Linked DNA regions of Cricetulus griseus: region 2 is linked to region 1. The links are chromatin contacts, called in public Hi-C maps. All regions are on one chromosome and are shown on one strand. The core of a region is the stretch at or near the end of the contact, and the rest is flanking DNA. Distances in the headings are between cores, read along the strand shown.

Evidence for each region. Hi-C and Micro-C count contacts between places; a contact is called where the count stands out from the background.
Region 2: a contact with region 1 is called in a Hi-C map of liver, with 4 times the contacts expected there. The contact joins the promoter of Sfrp4 here to the enhancer-like site in region 1. A contact is called at or near these places in 2 of 8 Hi-C or Micro-C datasets (fibroblasts and liver).

The regions. Positions count from the first base shown.
Region 1 is chr3:241,809,860-241,817,406 of CriGri-PICRH-1.0, forward strand. Stard3nl (STARD3 N-terminal-like protein) reads right to left here. Exons shown (of 9, transcript XM_027409378.2): 7 at 5,326-5,421. Among named protein-coding and RNA genes, the nearest start is that of Stard3nl, 31 kb to the right of the region's middle. Within about 2 kb of position 4,807, at least 1 of the 6 cell types and tissues checked has open chromatin away from gene starts, as enhancers often do.
Region 2 is chr3:242,026,535-242,034,081 of CriGri-PICRH-1.0, forward strand. Sfrp4 (secreted frizzled-related protein 4) reads left to right here and starts at 4,485. Exons shown (of 6, transcript XM_027409376.1): 1 at 4,485-4,929; 2 at 6,160-6,240; 3 at 6,336-6,401. The coding sequence starts at 4,485. Epdr1 (mammalian ependymin-related protein 1) reads right to left here and starts at 1,128. Exons shown (of 3, transcript XM_027409377.2): 1 at 611-1,128. The coding sequence starts at 894.

The DNA of each region.
Region 1 (7,547 bases), core at 3,557-6,056:
TCAAGTCAACCAAGAAAATAAGTGACTCTTTAAAAAGTAGAGACAGAATGTGCCAAATGCAATCCAAAAAGAGTGAAAGAAATAGCTGACTTAGCACACTCCCAGCAAATGACTTTTAACAAATGGCAAGTGTGTTCAGTGGGGAGTCACCATTTTGTTAACTGACTCAAAGACAATGGACAGACAGCCAACATCAAGAGGACATGCATGTAGTCCTTTATTTCTTCTATATATGAAAAGTGACATTAATTATTAATTAGGTAATTAAGTAATATAATAAAATTAATATAGTATACTAAAATACACTATAATTCTAAGAAAATGCAAAACCTAACAAACAAAATATCCCAAATCTTGATTGAAACTTCTATATAAAAACCACAGGAAAATTCCCTTATGGCCCAGAGTGAAGGTAAAGAGATCTTCGATGTCTACAAACACACTATCCTCAAAAGAGTAAAGCCATGAACATAATACTCGAGAAGAGCACAGGACAGGCACCAGGTGGCAGTGGCCTGAAGACTGCCGGCCCAGGACAAAGGCCTCACTCAGCCTTGGTCAGAGAAGCTTCTGCCACCACCAGAGGTAAATGGAGAATGCCATGGATGCTTAGGCCACTCAGGGTACTGAGAATAAGTGAGTGTGGTGTGCTTGGTCCTACCAAGGACATCCATATCACCTCCAAGGCCCAGAGAGCATCATGGGAAAAGGACAGAACGACTGTGAGACCCATCCCAGGGAGGGGGTATGAATCCACCACCTGATGGATGTGATAAGGATACTGCAATAATGAACTCAGCAGCTGCAGCTGCCTGAATAAGAGTGGGAAGATCAACCGTCAGTCATGAATGGGGAGGGCTCAAGGGGCCCTGCTCCTCCCTGGAGAGCTACTCAATGCTGGTGGCTACTGGGGAAGGAGTAGTCACTGTCTTCATCAGTGTGGCCACTTGTGAGTTCCCCCTGCCACAGAGGACAGCTTCACACCTGTGCTCACAGGGATGCTGGTTAAAACCAGTAGGTCACAAAACCAAGCAAAAGACATGAGATGTGTGTGTGTGTGGGGGGGGGTAGTGTGATCAGATTGTGCTATATAAATGTATGGGATTATCAAAGAATCTAGTTGAAAATATGAAAAAAAACATGCAAAGGAAAAGACATAAATCATGTGGAACAGGAACATGGAAGACATGTCAGGGTCACCAGGGACATGTGTACGAGAGCACAATGGGCAACTCTCCAGTTTTGTTAGACGACAAAAACAAAGGTATGCAGACAGCATCAAGTGTTGGCAAGGATTCCGAGAGAATTAAGCCAATATCCACTTCTTAAAGGACATAAGAAACAAAGAACTTCAAAGAGCAGCATACAAAAAGTTCTAGAGACATTTACCATACAGTTCAATAAATCTTTTGAAAATCCAAGAAAGATAATAAATTTCCAAACACATATGTGGCTACTCATAGCTCAATTACTTTCATTAACTCAAACTGCAAAATTTGACTTGCCACTGACTGACAAATGGTGCAATGTCACACCGTAAAAGGAACAAGAATAATGCTCGCTGGGGGCTGTCACTTCCTAAGACTTTAGACTGAAAAAACAGCTGAATGCAGAAACCACACTATAAGACCATTGTTAGAAAATGTCCAGGAGAAATAATGTCCAGACAGGAGGCAGAACAACAGTCTCCTTAGGATGAGGCGTACAGGCACGTGTGTGGGGGGGGAGTGTTAAGGGCAACCAGGCTTGGTAAGTTTATTGGTTTAAGAAAATGACCTAAAATTATCACTTGCCCTAACCCATAACCCTGCCGTAATCCCTCAAATGACCCCTAGGTGGGAGTAGACACCGCAGACAAAAGGCCCTGGGGAAGAATTTATACATTCACAAAAGATGAATTTATTTATAGTATGGAAAATTATATATATCTACACAGAGCTAAAACACCTATTAATTAATAACCCTATGAATGAGTTTTAAATGCATTAAATACATTCCCTATATAAAGGGAACCTAATTTAGAGCCCTTCTGAGGGATAACGGATTCTAATCGTCACATCTGGGTGTCAAGAATGAGGCAAGGTTCCTCTCAAGCAGGTTCATGAGTACTCTCAGAATTTTAGTGCCTTGCACAGAATAATTTCATACAGTTTGAAGTATCCATCCATCGGTCTGTCTGTCTGCCACATTAGGATCAAACCCATGGTTTTCACACACACGCTATAGACAAGTGCTACCTCTGAACTGCACATCTTTAGCCCCAAGCTGGTCTGCACTTCACACCAGACTTTCCTGACCTAAGCAATCCACTTCGTTCACACTTCTCTCTGGCCACATTCAGCACCTGAGCGGTTACTAGAAGAGGGCTGTGCCCTCTTCCTCTAAACACGGGACATACAAGCAAGCAGGCTGTTGTTAAGACTAAAATGTTAGCTTTGTAAACAGTGACAGTTCAGCAACACATCTGCTAAGATGCATTGAGTTCTTAGATTCCTTAATGCCCACTCTAAATTTCAAGTTGTTCCTTCATAAGAATACATTTTCATTACACTTCCTTCAATTTCCTCTTCCACTTTAACTCAACCCTCCACCAGAAAGAAATCTACCATGTGTCAAGTAGTGAGTAGTTCAGGTGCTTGGGAACAAGGCAAGCAAGGCAGCCCAGTCTCCAACACACTGGTCTCTGGGCAAGTGGTTCCTCTCATCCTCAGCACTGTGACAGCCTGCACTGGAGAGCCGTTACGGCACATTACCTTCTGCAGTAATTTTACTGTTTCCCAAATTAAACACTCAGATAACATAAGTGTGACACAAGAGAGCAAGCCCTTTGAGCATCCACTTCCATTCACCACTACTAATGTGCATCTTGTGTAAAGAAGAAAGACAACAGAATTGGTCTGGCTTGGTCCTTACAACCCAGTGGTAATTCCCCAAAGGACCACTAGGTGGTGGCAGACATCTCAGACAGAGGCCCTGCATTAGTCCTGAACAGCTTAATAGGAAAGAACTGCTTCATGGTATTATTGGCAGTTCTGAGCTCCCTGTTGAGAAAACAAATTGATATTGAGAAATTGCAATAGTTTGGAGAAACTAAACTAAAATAGTTACATTTAAATTAGATTATAAATTTCATTTTTCAAACAAGTCCTAGACATACAATATCTGAATTATATACAAAATATTACGTAGTAAAACGTTTCACTTTTAATTCTACTTTCTACAGGCAGACTGATGTTAACATACACCTGTACTTCATGGGGTATATGATTTTACCATTTCAGACTGTTTTAGATCCCACAGCAATTAAACACAATGTAAGTAACTGCAAATGCAGCAACACTGCACAGGCTGCACCTTCTGTTGTTTTCATAGCTCTTTCTGCCAACTGTTAATGGAGTTTAAGATGTTCCCTCTCTCTAGTGTTGGGACTACAACAATGTAGCCTCTAGCTCAAGTTCCATCCTAGGGGCAGAGACAGACCAACTGGCTGCTAGAGACAGTACAGATGGCACAGGGTAGAGAGCTGTCAGCCCTGTGGATGGAACAGGCACTAGAGGTCCCTGGGTACCCTAACTAAGAGTGCAGGAGGGTGGGCAGGTGGAGAAGGCTGAGTGGAGGTTCTTGGAGCTTCAGCTAGAGCTAGAATGTCCAAAACAGAAGCAGTGAGATGCATGGCAGCTTGCAGGCCCTGGAGCTCAGCTTTTCTGGAAAGTTAAGAAGAGAAAGAAGGCCGGTGAGGTGGAGAGGGGTAACAGAGGTGATTTTGGCCAGGTCACTGAAGGCTTTGGGCAGGGGGCTGACCCAGCCATTCTGGCACTTGCACAGACATGCGAAGCTATAAGCAAGGAGGCCTGAGCACAACTGTCATAATGGAACCAGCACTGTGACCGGCACCATCACTCACTGATGCTGTCCTATGTCTGTTCTGTGTCTGACTGCTCTTCTCCAATAGTACAATAAGCTCACCTTACAGAGCGGCTGTAAGATGTGATGAACCAGTAACCCTGGTAGCAGGTACCTGCCTGTAAAGTCCCAGCAACTTAAAACATTTTTTATGTTGTATCAAAATAAATGTAAATAGAGATTTTTCACCTCACCCACTATAGCAATTGAAGCACTCTGAAGTGTTCCACACAGTGGTATTACATTCACATTACTATGCAACCATCAGCATGATTCATTTGCACAACTTCCTCCGTCCTGGGCAGCCATTATTTTTCTGACTCTTGGATCTGACCTCACTGATAACCTCAATAACCAGAGTCATGCAAGTGGTAACTTTTTTGGATCTGGCTGATTTCATTTCACATATTCTGCTCTAGGTTTACAGATGTTGTGGCATGGGTCAGAATTTAATTCCTTTTTAAGGCTATGGTGTGTCACACTTTATGTGTTAACCTGTTGATAGCTACTGTACACAATGCTGCTATGATTACAAGGGCTCAATGTGTCTCTTGAATTGGTTTTCCTTCTTCTTGAACAGACAGCCAGAGAAGCAACTGTTGAGTGATACCATAATTAATCCTATGTTGAATTTTGTTGGAAACCATGTCGTTTTCTACAGGAGCTGTGTCATTTTGTTCTCTTAATTGTTGCACATGCATATATGACCTGTTCCATGTCCTCACCAAAGTAGGGGACTTTAAAAATACGTGCAATAACAGGATACAGTGGCATCTTAGCATGGCTTTTGTTTGTATTTTTCCAAAGATTACTGGAGTTGGCCTGCTTCTACACAGAACTGGCTTTGTGCATACCTTCTTTGGAAAATGTTTACTCTAGACCTTTGGACATTTGTAGTCAGGGCCTGCTGCGGTTGCTATAGTTAAGTGCACTCTGGCAGCTGGTTATTGAGAAACAAACCTAGTAGCTGTGGAAGAGAGGAAGTGGCAGATAGTAAATCAAGAAATGGCATCTCTTTGGAACCGGTAGAAATGGTGTGACTTGAAGCAGATGACGCAGGCTAATCAAAAGCCTAAGAATGATGAGGGGTCAGCCATGAGTGAGAGAGGCCATCTTGAGACACTACCTGACGGGAGCACTTAGACTGAGGAATGTGGGTAGGGATGGAGGAATGAAGACAGAACCAAGTCTGCTCCCTTCTTCCTTTTTTCTGGGACATAAATCACAAGTTCCAGTGTCTATGGCATTCCAGGACTTCTGTCTTTAGATCTGTCTCACCAATGGTCTCCTGGGAGACTCTACCTACTCAGATTTATATCATGGCAAGTTCAGTATCTGCTGAACAGACTGGGAAATAGGGCAGGAGATGGAAAAGGAGGGGCTTCAAAACAGACCAACACAAACAGTGAGTGACAGCTTTACCTGCTTCAGACTCAGGAGGGGAGTAAAACTGACCATCAGAAAGTCCTGCAGGGATGAGAACCGCCCTCTCTGAAGCATCCTGAACTAGCAGGAGTCCTAGAAGAGAAGAAATGCAGATGCTAAGAACCACATCACCTTCTTGGTATCTTCCTGGCAAGATTAACTGTTATAATAATGGTATTTCAATATAGCAATTAAACTATTAGCAAAATAAGGTACTTTGAAAATCTTTCAACCATCAAATAAAAATTTCATTAATAAACTATACATCAACCCTGTGAAGATTAAAGAAAAACAGAATACAAATAGTTTTAATAATCATTTCCAATTACTCCTTGGCTGAGTATGCAGACCTTCACTTCCTTGAGTATTCTCATTTCTCTACAATCATCAACACCAACTTCAAAAGCAAACACAGAGTGAAATCAAAACTGAGTCAGCATGGACAATTAACTGGTCTACTCTCTAGACAAGGTTAGAGAAATGGAAGCAGCCAAATACACTGACTACACAGCCTTTTACCAACATGTAGGAGCGCTGCAGATAATAAATTGCTATTTGTTTATTTTACTTTTTAAATATTTTTTAATTATATGAGCATGTGCATGCACATACTCCAGGATGCCTGTGTAACTGTGTCCGTGTGGAAGTATGTTCGTGTGGGTGCTGGTATTCATAGACCAGAAGAGATCATCTGGTCCCTAGGAACAGGAATTACAGTCACTTGTGAGCCACCCTACTTGGGTGCTGGGAACCAAACTCAGGTCCTCTATAAGTGCAGGACACACTTGTAACAGCGAAGCTATATCTCTCTGGCCCTGGTGTCTATTTTATTTAATTTTTCTCAAAGAAAAACATGGTATTAAAAAGCAAAAAGAGGAGTGACAGAACTTCATATGAGGAGGCAGACCATCTATCCTTGGAGATTTTTTTTTTTTTGCTGTGGGGGTGGGGGAGCTTAAATCAGTGAAAGTGTTAGGAACTGTGGTAGCAAGTATCTGGCCACACAGCAGACACCAGTTATATGGCCCATGTGCCACTACAATGATGACAAATGCTGCTTTAAATTTCATGAAATGTGTTTTCAGTTTTTAACATAAAAGTCACTTTACTGTAATGAACTCACAAATAAAATCATCATTCAGCTAGATGAGTGTAGCCACTCAACAAATACTTGCTCAGCCCTGAACTCTATACCTCTAATGAACTTCTATACAGCCACTTTCTGTATCAGTTACATTTTAATGCATTTATCCACCACCAAAAAAGGAAAGTAAAGATAGCTAAAGCCAGAGAAACAGTTAGCTATATATCCTCTTTCATGAGTCCTTTACTTGCCTTGTCCTTTCTCAGCACCTAATATGACCTGTCCTTCTCATCTTTCTACAGGGTATACTGGACTAATAGACACATGTATATGTATAAATAAATGTATGTACATGTATAAATAAATATACGCACATATAATATAATGCATACATTATAGGCTAGTATCTACATATGAGGGAGAATATGTATGACTTTGCTTAATGTTCACTTCTTTTTAATTTTTTTCATGTTTGTTTGTTTGTGTTTTTGTGCCCATGTGGGGATGAGCACATGCTACAGTGTATAATCAGAAGACAATTTGTGAGATGGTTCCTCTTCCACATTGTGGGTTTTGGGGACTGAGTTTAGGTCATCAGACATGGCGGCAGGCATCCTTACTCACTGAGCCAAATCTCCTGCATCTACATTCAGCTTTAGATACTGTGAAATAGCTTTAATCACATAACCATTCAAACCTAAATCATGTTAGCATTTGGTATGTTTTCAACAATGTTCAGTTTGGTGTTTATATATAATAAAAAGTGTCTTCCCTCCACTAACTTGACACTCCTCTGCTAAAACAAAGGACACAGAAAGGCAGAAGCATCTTGGATCACTGCTCTGTAAATTCACTCTTGAATTAGAATTCTTTTGTCAATTTGCCTCTCTCTGTTGAGAAAATTTTTCAAATCAAACTTCATGTAAAGTGATTCTTGATCCTGTTGCTTTTGGAGCTATAATTATGTTTAATTTTTCTATATAACACAAGATTTTTTTCCCTGGCAAATTGAGCCAGATGCTGGGAAAGGATCCAACAGGGATATGTCTGAAGCAGCATGCCTAGCTAAACCTAGTTCTAATCCATTCCCCTTCCTGAGGAGTGGGTAGCATTGAAGCATTAAAGGCTTCAATGG
Region 2 (7,547 bases), core at 3,235-5,734, 220 kb after region 1:
TTTGTGTGCAACTTTTAAAAATTATTTCTCTACTCCTTTTACAGTGTTGTCCAGTAGCCACATGGTAGAAGGAAGGAGAGAACTGAGTTGATAAGTTGTCCTCTGGCCTCCACATGGGCACACCACACACACACACACACACACACACACACACACACACACACACACAGGCACATTCTCTCTCTCTCTCTCTCTCTCTCTCTCTCCTCTCTCTCTCTCTCTCACACACACACACACACACACACACACACACTCAAATTTTTTAGTTGTAAAAACAATATTGTTAGAGAATATTTTGTGTCTCCCTTGTAGGTGACTTCTAGAAAAAACATGCCCTAGGCTGCAGGGGGCTCCAGGTGCTGGGAGCCTGACTCAGCAGTGAAGACTTGGGGCTAACTTGGGCTTAGGGTGGCTGGCTGTTCCATCCTGCCCTTGGTGAGCCCTTTCTTTGCCTGCCTCTGCCTCGCTGGGCAGACCACGCCATCCCCCAAGAGCCCCTGTAAAGTTCTTGGGGGTAGGGAGGAGCAGGGAGTGTCTGGAGGTCTAGCTGAGGAGCCAAGCACCTTTGCCCTGGCGTTCCCTTGGCGCCATCATGCCGTTCCGCGCCTACCTCTTGCAGGGGATCAGCGCCTTCCTCTCGTCCAGCACCCGCACGCGCTGGTTGATCCCATCGTAGGACAGCAGGGCGCGGCTGTTGTGCCCGCTGCTCTGCTGGTACAGAACCTGGCGTCCCTCCCACTGCTGGGGCGCCTGACAAGGCTGCGGGGTCCCCGCTGAGCCCGCCGTCCCCAGGCCGCACAGGCCGCACAGCGCCCAGACCCAGAGGCCACCCCGCAGCCAGGCGCCCCTAGGGCCCTGGACCACCCGGCAGGGAGCGTGTACGTGCATTGCCATGCGCAGCCCCGGGGTCAGCTGAGCCCAAGAGGGTGCCGAAGCTCGGAGTGGGCGCGCGGCGCTTTTTCTCGGTGCTGGGCAGAAGATGAACTCCGGAACGCAGTGCTCTGAAGCGCTGGTCTTTCCCGGTTTTCCGTTCTAGGGGCTCAGGACCCCGGCCTGGGAAAGCCGCGTGAATCGCCCAGGAGCTTTCTGCCCTGGCGGTTGCTTACTAAAGCTTGTTTTCACTGCTCTCTGCTGCCAACAGGAAACGCAGCGGCCGTGATGCCACCTAGCATCCTGAAGGGCACCGCGATTTCAAAGGTTTGGGGCAGAGAAGATGGAATGTGCTAAGAAGGGACACATTTCTCCAAGATGTGCAGTCTTCAACCCGCAAACCCTCATTGGGGGCGATTTTAAGGGGTCCAGAAAGCAGAAGTGCAGCACTTTCTCTGGCTGCTGTACTTGTTTCTTGGCAAAATTGCGACCTGTGTTTGTTTGTTTGTTTGTTAAACAAATTTAAATTGTCCTGGTGAGTCCTGAAGAAATAACACTAATTACTGTTGTGGTCGCTGGGCAGTTCCCAGTCTCAGGCCTTTACAATATCTCGAAGTCACAATTCAGTGAGACTTCTCTGTCCGTCCCTGCATGGCACAGCTTCAAGTCTAGAGGTTTGTGTATCTCAGGGTTTACATCTTTATATTTAAGTAATGTTAGGATTAATATTATCCAATCAAGACAAGATGAAGCAGTTTATTTTTAAAGACTCTTGCTTTACAATTTTATTTACGTTTGCACTTAATAGCAAATATGAAGAAGAATGAGCCAGTACGAAGTGATTGAGGGTGTTCCTGAATGGGGGCAAGAGAACAATGGGTCCAGTATTGGAGTTCAAGCCTCAGAAGGGCATTCCGGAGCCCCATCACGTAGGGTCTTAAGTCTGTTAAGCGTTTTTGTTATTAGTATTGAGGACTGTGGGAGCCACCAGCCCAGAAAAGGCTAGGGAGGGGGCCTCCTAATGGATATGCACTAGAAGGCTTGCTCAGGCACCAAAGGGAGAATATGCAGGTCCGAACAGAGCGGCAGAGTGCAGGGAGAGAAGCTGCTGTATGTAATTCAGGCCAGAGAATCTGGCTGAGTTAAGGAACTAGGGATGGGTAGAGTGGAATGGAGCTGGGAAATAAGGAGCAAGATTTTCAGTCCTAAGTTGCACAAGTGCCAAGGTGGAGGAAGCTGGAGTATAGTGGAGAATTAGGAGTGAGAGGGCTGAGGGCACAATCCTGGAGAGCAGCAGACATTTAGAAGGAGAGAGAAGTAAGCACAGAGGGACCAAAAGGGAGTCACCCCAGAGAAGCACTTAGCTAGAGGACAGTGGCTTTAGTGCTAAAGCTAGAATCACAGACTTTTGGGAGAACATTGGACAGTTTCCTGAGTCCTTTCCACGGCTGTCTATAAAATACAAGGGACAGACTAGAGTGGGTCTGATAGGGTTACAAACAGCATTGAAGACAAGACGGTTTCCCCCAGGCTGAGGGTAAACTTGAGGTGAGCTCATCAATGAGCTCTAGCTCTACCCCTCGGCCCCAAATACTTGTCTTAACATTTTCCTTCGTTGCTTGTTTTCTTTCAGTGGTGGGATGAACTTAGGCCCTCCCCCATGTTGGTCAGTGCTCTACCCCTGAACTATATTCCTAGCCCTCTCTTTATTAAAGAATAAGCAATCAGAGGATACCAGGGAAGCCCATGAAACTTTGAGATGAGGTGGTAAGGGGCCTGCACAGTTAAATCTGCAACAAGTTCAAATTGGCTGCCTAAGAGTGAGCCTTCTCCAAGTGTGCCCTCCCCCGACAGCTCACAGGAAAGTGGTGAGAAGTTTTGCTCTTTCTCTTGTTCCCATTAAGAAGTTAATCTGAAAAATCTTCATTGATCAGTGAGGGATTTAAACTTGGGGTTTCACTACTGGAAAAGGCTGGAGATGTCATTTGGGCCACCCACTCTGCTTGATGTTTTTCTGGCTTGGTTTGGCATCTTTGGAACTTGAAACCTGGTCTGTAGGAAAGCAGAATACCTATTTCGAACGCCCTGGAGGCACTCTGGGCAGTTTCCAAATAATATCAGAACTCTTAGGCAAATTAATGTCTTGAAGGTGCTTGTCCCCATACCTTACTCAATAAAGAGGACAAAAGCAGCTGTGTTTTGTTGTGTTTTGTTCCATTTTGCCCAGCTGTTTTAATCCTCAGCCAGATTCTCTCAGCTTTGGAGAGGCAAAAGAGCTTCCTTAAACCAGAATTTTAAGTTCAGCCATAGCTTTAAAGATTAATGTTCAGACAACATGTTTTCTTAATGTTAATGATGACAGCAAATTTACACCAGAAGCCTTGCTGTTTGACTGCCAGGCATATGATATGAACTTGCTTCAGTAACTATTCTTCTGGGAATAGTGAGGGCAGTGTTGATTGTTCTGCCTCTTTCTAATTCGAAGAAGAGGAAAAATAAACATGTACACTTGCTTTCCAAAGCTAGTGGATTCTTACTCGAGAAAAATAGTCTGTAGTTTATCAAAGAGCAGACTGATACATTGGGGAAATCTTTCAAAATGTGTCTCAAGTTGTCTTTGTTTCCTCCTGGTTTCCACTCTTGGAGGATTCAAGAATTAGTATTTAGAGAAAGGAAGCAAGCAGAGAAACTTCTCCAACCAAAGATGCTCTTGCACCCCAGGGCAGTTCTAAGTTCCTAGAGCAGGCACAGACCAAATGCCCGGTAAAACTTGAGCCAGAACTAAGCCAATTGGCCACAAAACAACATCAGTAGCAACAACAAATCCCACACAACCTGGAGCAGCCTGGGGGAGGCTTATATAAACTGCCCTGCCAGTTGGTGCTGGTTGAGACACCTACTTCGCTGGGCTTTCTAGGCTCCACAGGCTCTCACTACTCGGCACATCTCTCGCCCCCTACCGGAAAGAAAAAGCAAATGTTTTCACATTAAACGGCGACCGAAGAGTCAGGTTGCTCCAACTCTCCATTTAGGGAAACTTTTAAGGCTAACTGAGCAAAGAGTGTTTTTCTGTCCTCAAAGTCTTCCCTGCGCCGTCTTGTGTCAAGTATCACAAATGACTGAATGCGAGACTTTCCTTTTTTTTGATCTGAAGAAAAATGGACTAGCCACCCTAAAAAGGGAGGGCCTTTGAGGGAATGCAGGATTGAAGACCTTGGCTGCCCAGAGGCAGAGATGATGTCACCACTTCTGCACAAGAGGCTGGGGGTGGAGCAGCATTGCTGGGAGCCGACTCTTAGCTCGCAGCTGCCAAGGCTGCTGAGCCCACGTCAGGGGACGAGTCTGGATAAATAGGGTCCCGCAATGGCTGTGTCTGGCTATGCTCCGAGCTGCGGGGTCCAAGACTGGAGCTTCCTGCGCGGGTCGGTGCTCTGGAGGCTGAGTGCTGGTGCTGCTGGTGCTCGGTGCGCCCAGGGGCGATCTGTGGCCAGACTCCAGAACTCCCCATCAGTGCCGACCTGCAGAAAAGCTCACCCGCTGCTTCTAGGTGAAGGGATAGGGAGGCTGGAAGAGAGAGGTTCTTCCTGTCAACAGCAGCTCCGGAGGACAGTGTCATGCTCCTCTCCATCCTGGTAGCCTTGTGCCTGTGGCTGCGCCTGGCGCTGGGAGTGCGCGGCGCACCTTGCGAAGCTGTGCGCATTCCCATGTGCCGGCACATGCCCTGGAACATCACTCGGATGCCCAACCATCTGCACCACAGCACGCAGGAGAACGCCATTCTGGCCATCGAGCAGTACGAGGAGCTGGTGGATGTGAACTGCAGCTCTGTGCTGCGCTTCTTCCTCTGCGCCATGTATGCACCCATCTGTACCCTGGAGTTCCTACACGACCCCATCAAGCCCTGCAAGTCTGTGTGCCAGCGTGCACGCGACGACTGTGAGCCCCTCATGAAGATGTACAACCACAGCTGGCCAGAGAGCCTGGCCTGTGACGAGCTGCCCGTCTATGACCGTGGGGTGTGCATCTCTCCCGAGGCCATAGTCACTGACCTTCCGGAAGGTAAGGCAAGAGGAGGTACCCCAGGAGGACAAGAGAGTCCAGGGGCCCACACAATCACGTGATAACCAGGTGGCCTCACGTACAGCCTACCAGCTCCTGTCCCATCACAATTCACTGAGCCTTGAGGGAGGTGAAAAGCAGGGAAGATTACTTCACGGGGAAGATTTCTCAAGGCAGGGAAATATGCCAGTGCTCCCTGAAGGACTTGGGAATAAGGTTGCTTGGGGGTAAACCATTTAAGTGTTTTTATTTGTGGTAAATAGCAGAAACAAAAGGCACAGCAAACAGATATTACTGGGTGTGGGTCAGTGTTAACCCTGTGTCCTTCACCTTCCCTAATGCTTGAATCAGCCCCACCATGTGGTGGTTAATACACTCTCAGTGCTGATTGAAAGTTCTTTCTCAAAGAACAATAGCTATTCTCACTCCCCTACAGGAGTAAAGCAAACAAATGTAGTCGTCCTGGAACTCAGATAAACTCCACTCTGTTCCTATGTTGTAGTCACTGAGCCCAGTACTGTGGCATGTTGTTTACTCTGATCACTGTGTCACTTCCTGCTTTTCTCTTTCCTGCTATTTTACCGCTTTTGTTGGAAGGAGCACTATGAATTCTCTTCTTAAAATGAAACCCAAGAATAGCGTTGCAATATTTTACCAAGGCTTCTCCTAAGGCAGATCATCCACTATTTAAAGAGACTGATTCCACAACGTGACTCCAGGGGACTGGTGTAATTTGTGAACCTTGTTTTAAACTTGTCTCTTACTAAGAATATCAGAAAAAAATTAAATTAGACAATTGTGTAAATCTCATAAATGCCTGGAAGTTATGCTTAGTTTAGGTAGTGAAGCTTCAGACTGTTTCTGCATGGCAGTAAGAGGTGGCAATGTGGGCATAGTCTGCTTGTTCTGATCAGAGAAATGCTAACACAGTAACTTGGAGCAAGAGTATCAGGATGGCTAGGATGGGGATGGGTATGAGATTGATCTAGGTTGGTGTCATGGATGTTCATTCCACATCAAGTTCTGTTTGAATAAGCAAATTTTTGGCTCACAGACTTCTTTCTTAAGCCTGAGGTGTCATGAGAAAAGCAGGTGAGAATCGTGTTTTTTACAGTGGTAATATTGAGTTGGATGTTTGTGTTGGCTTGTAGCCGCTAATGATTCCTCATTCAATTTGGCTGAAGGGACCCAGTCATTGACTACAATGCCATGACCCCATTTGTGTTTCAGATGTGAAGTGGGTAGACATCACACCAGATATGATGATGCAGGAAAGGCCCTTTGATACTGACTGCAAACGCCTGAGCCCTGGTGAGTTCCATCCTCAGATGCCCTTGCTTTGTGCTCAGAGTGATGAGATGGAGATGTCTCTTCCCCACTTCCCATGTACTTTATGTCTCTTTTAGATCGGTGCAAGTGCAAAAAGGTGAAGCCAACTTTGGCAACATACCTGAGCAAAAACTACAGCTATGGTAAGTCTTCTGAAATTGCCATTTGCTTTGGGGACTTAGCACACTAAGGCACTTAAATCACATCAGACTGATGTCCTAATCGCACAAAGGGAGATGATGGATTTTGCTGCTGTTATTGTTGTTAATTATATGTTTTCTGGAACTCTCAACAACAACCATAAAGCTTCTTGCTTTTCTGGGTAAATCAAAATAAACAAAATAAATCACATAAGAAATTGTCTCAGCGAAAACTGCTGTATAGAAAGTGGCAGAGGACCATTGTTCTCTTTCTCAGTTATTTCAGTATAGGAAGGACGAGAGTTCAGACCAGGATTTGATTATCTGAAGACCAGAGGATGAAGACCTGACTATGTATCTTTTTTTCTCATCAAATGCTACAGATGTTTAACGCTCCTCTCTTTTACTTGAACAAACCATTTAGTACTTCCTCCAAAGGAAAAACAAATCAGTCATGGTATTTTAAAAGTTTTAAGTGTTTTTTATTCCACTGTTATCATTTGGAATTAAATTTAATTGTGTTTTTTAACATGTATTTGAGATCTGAAGCAATTAAATTGCTTACAGCAATACATATATGCATCCACCCATGCATGACAAATAAACACACACACACACACACACACACACACACACACACACACACACTGTAACTATACACACATATACATGAAAAGAAGAAAAAGTAAAAACAAATCAAGTGTCCACTTGGGCTATTTAATCTCTTGTTTCATTTCTTAAATTATTTCTCTTAAAAGAAGAACAGAAAAGTAACAGGAAAAGTATAGTTTCTTTATCAATTTGGTTTCATATTTTAACTGAAATTATGTATCAATAAGAAGTCTTAGATTATTTACCACTTAAGAAAGTAGGGAGATATAGCAACTCTGAACAAATAACCTGCAGTTCAGCTGTCATATTTGAGAGTCAAAAATAACCATTATGGACAATTTAACAATAGAAATTTTATTTTCTTCTGAGTAGCATTCATTCTTGAAACGTGTTCCATGTAGACGTTGTCTTAATATTATCTGCTTTATTCTTGTCTGCCAAGATCCAGCCTAAGTCTAACCAGAGGCTATCTAACCCCTGCTACCCTTATCTTTGGGGTGCCATGCTTTGGAGGCACCTTAGCAATGAACTGCTCAC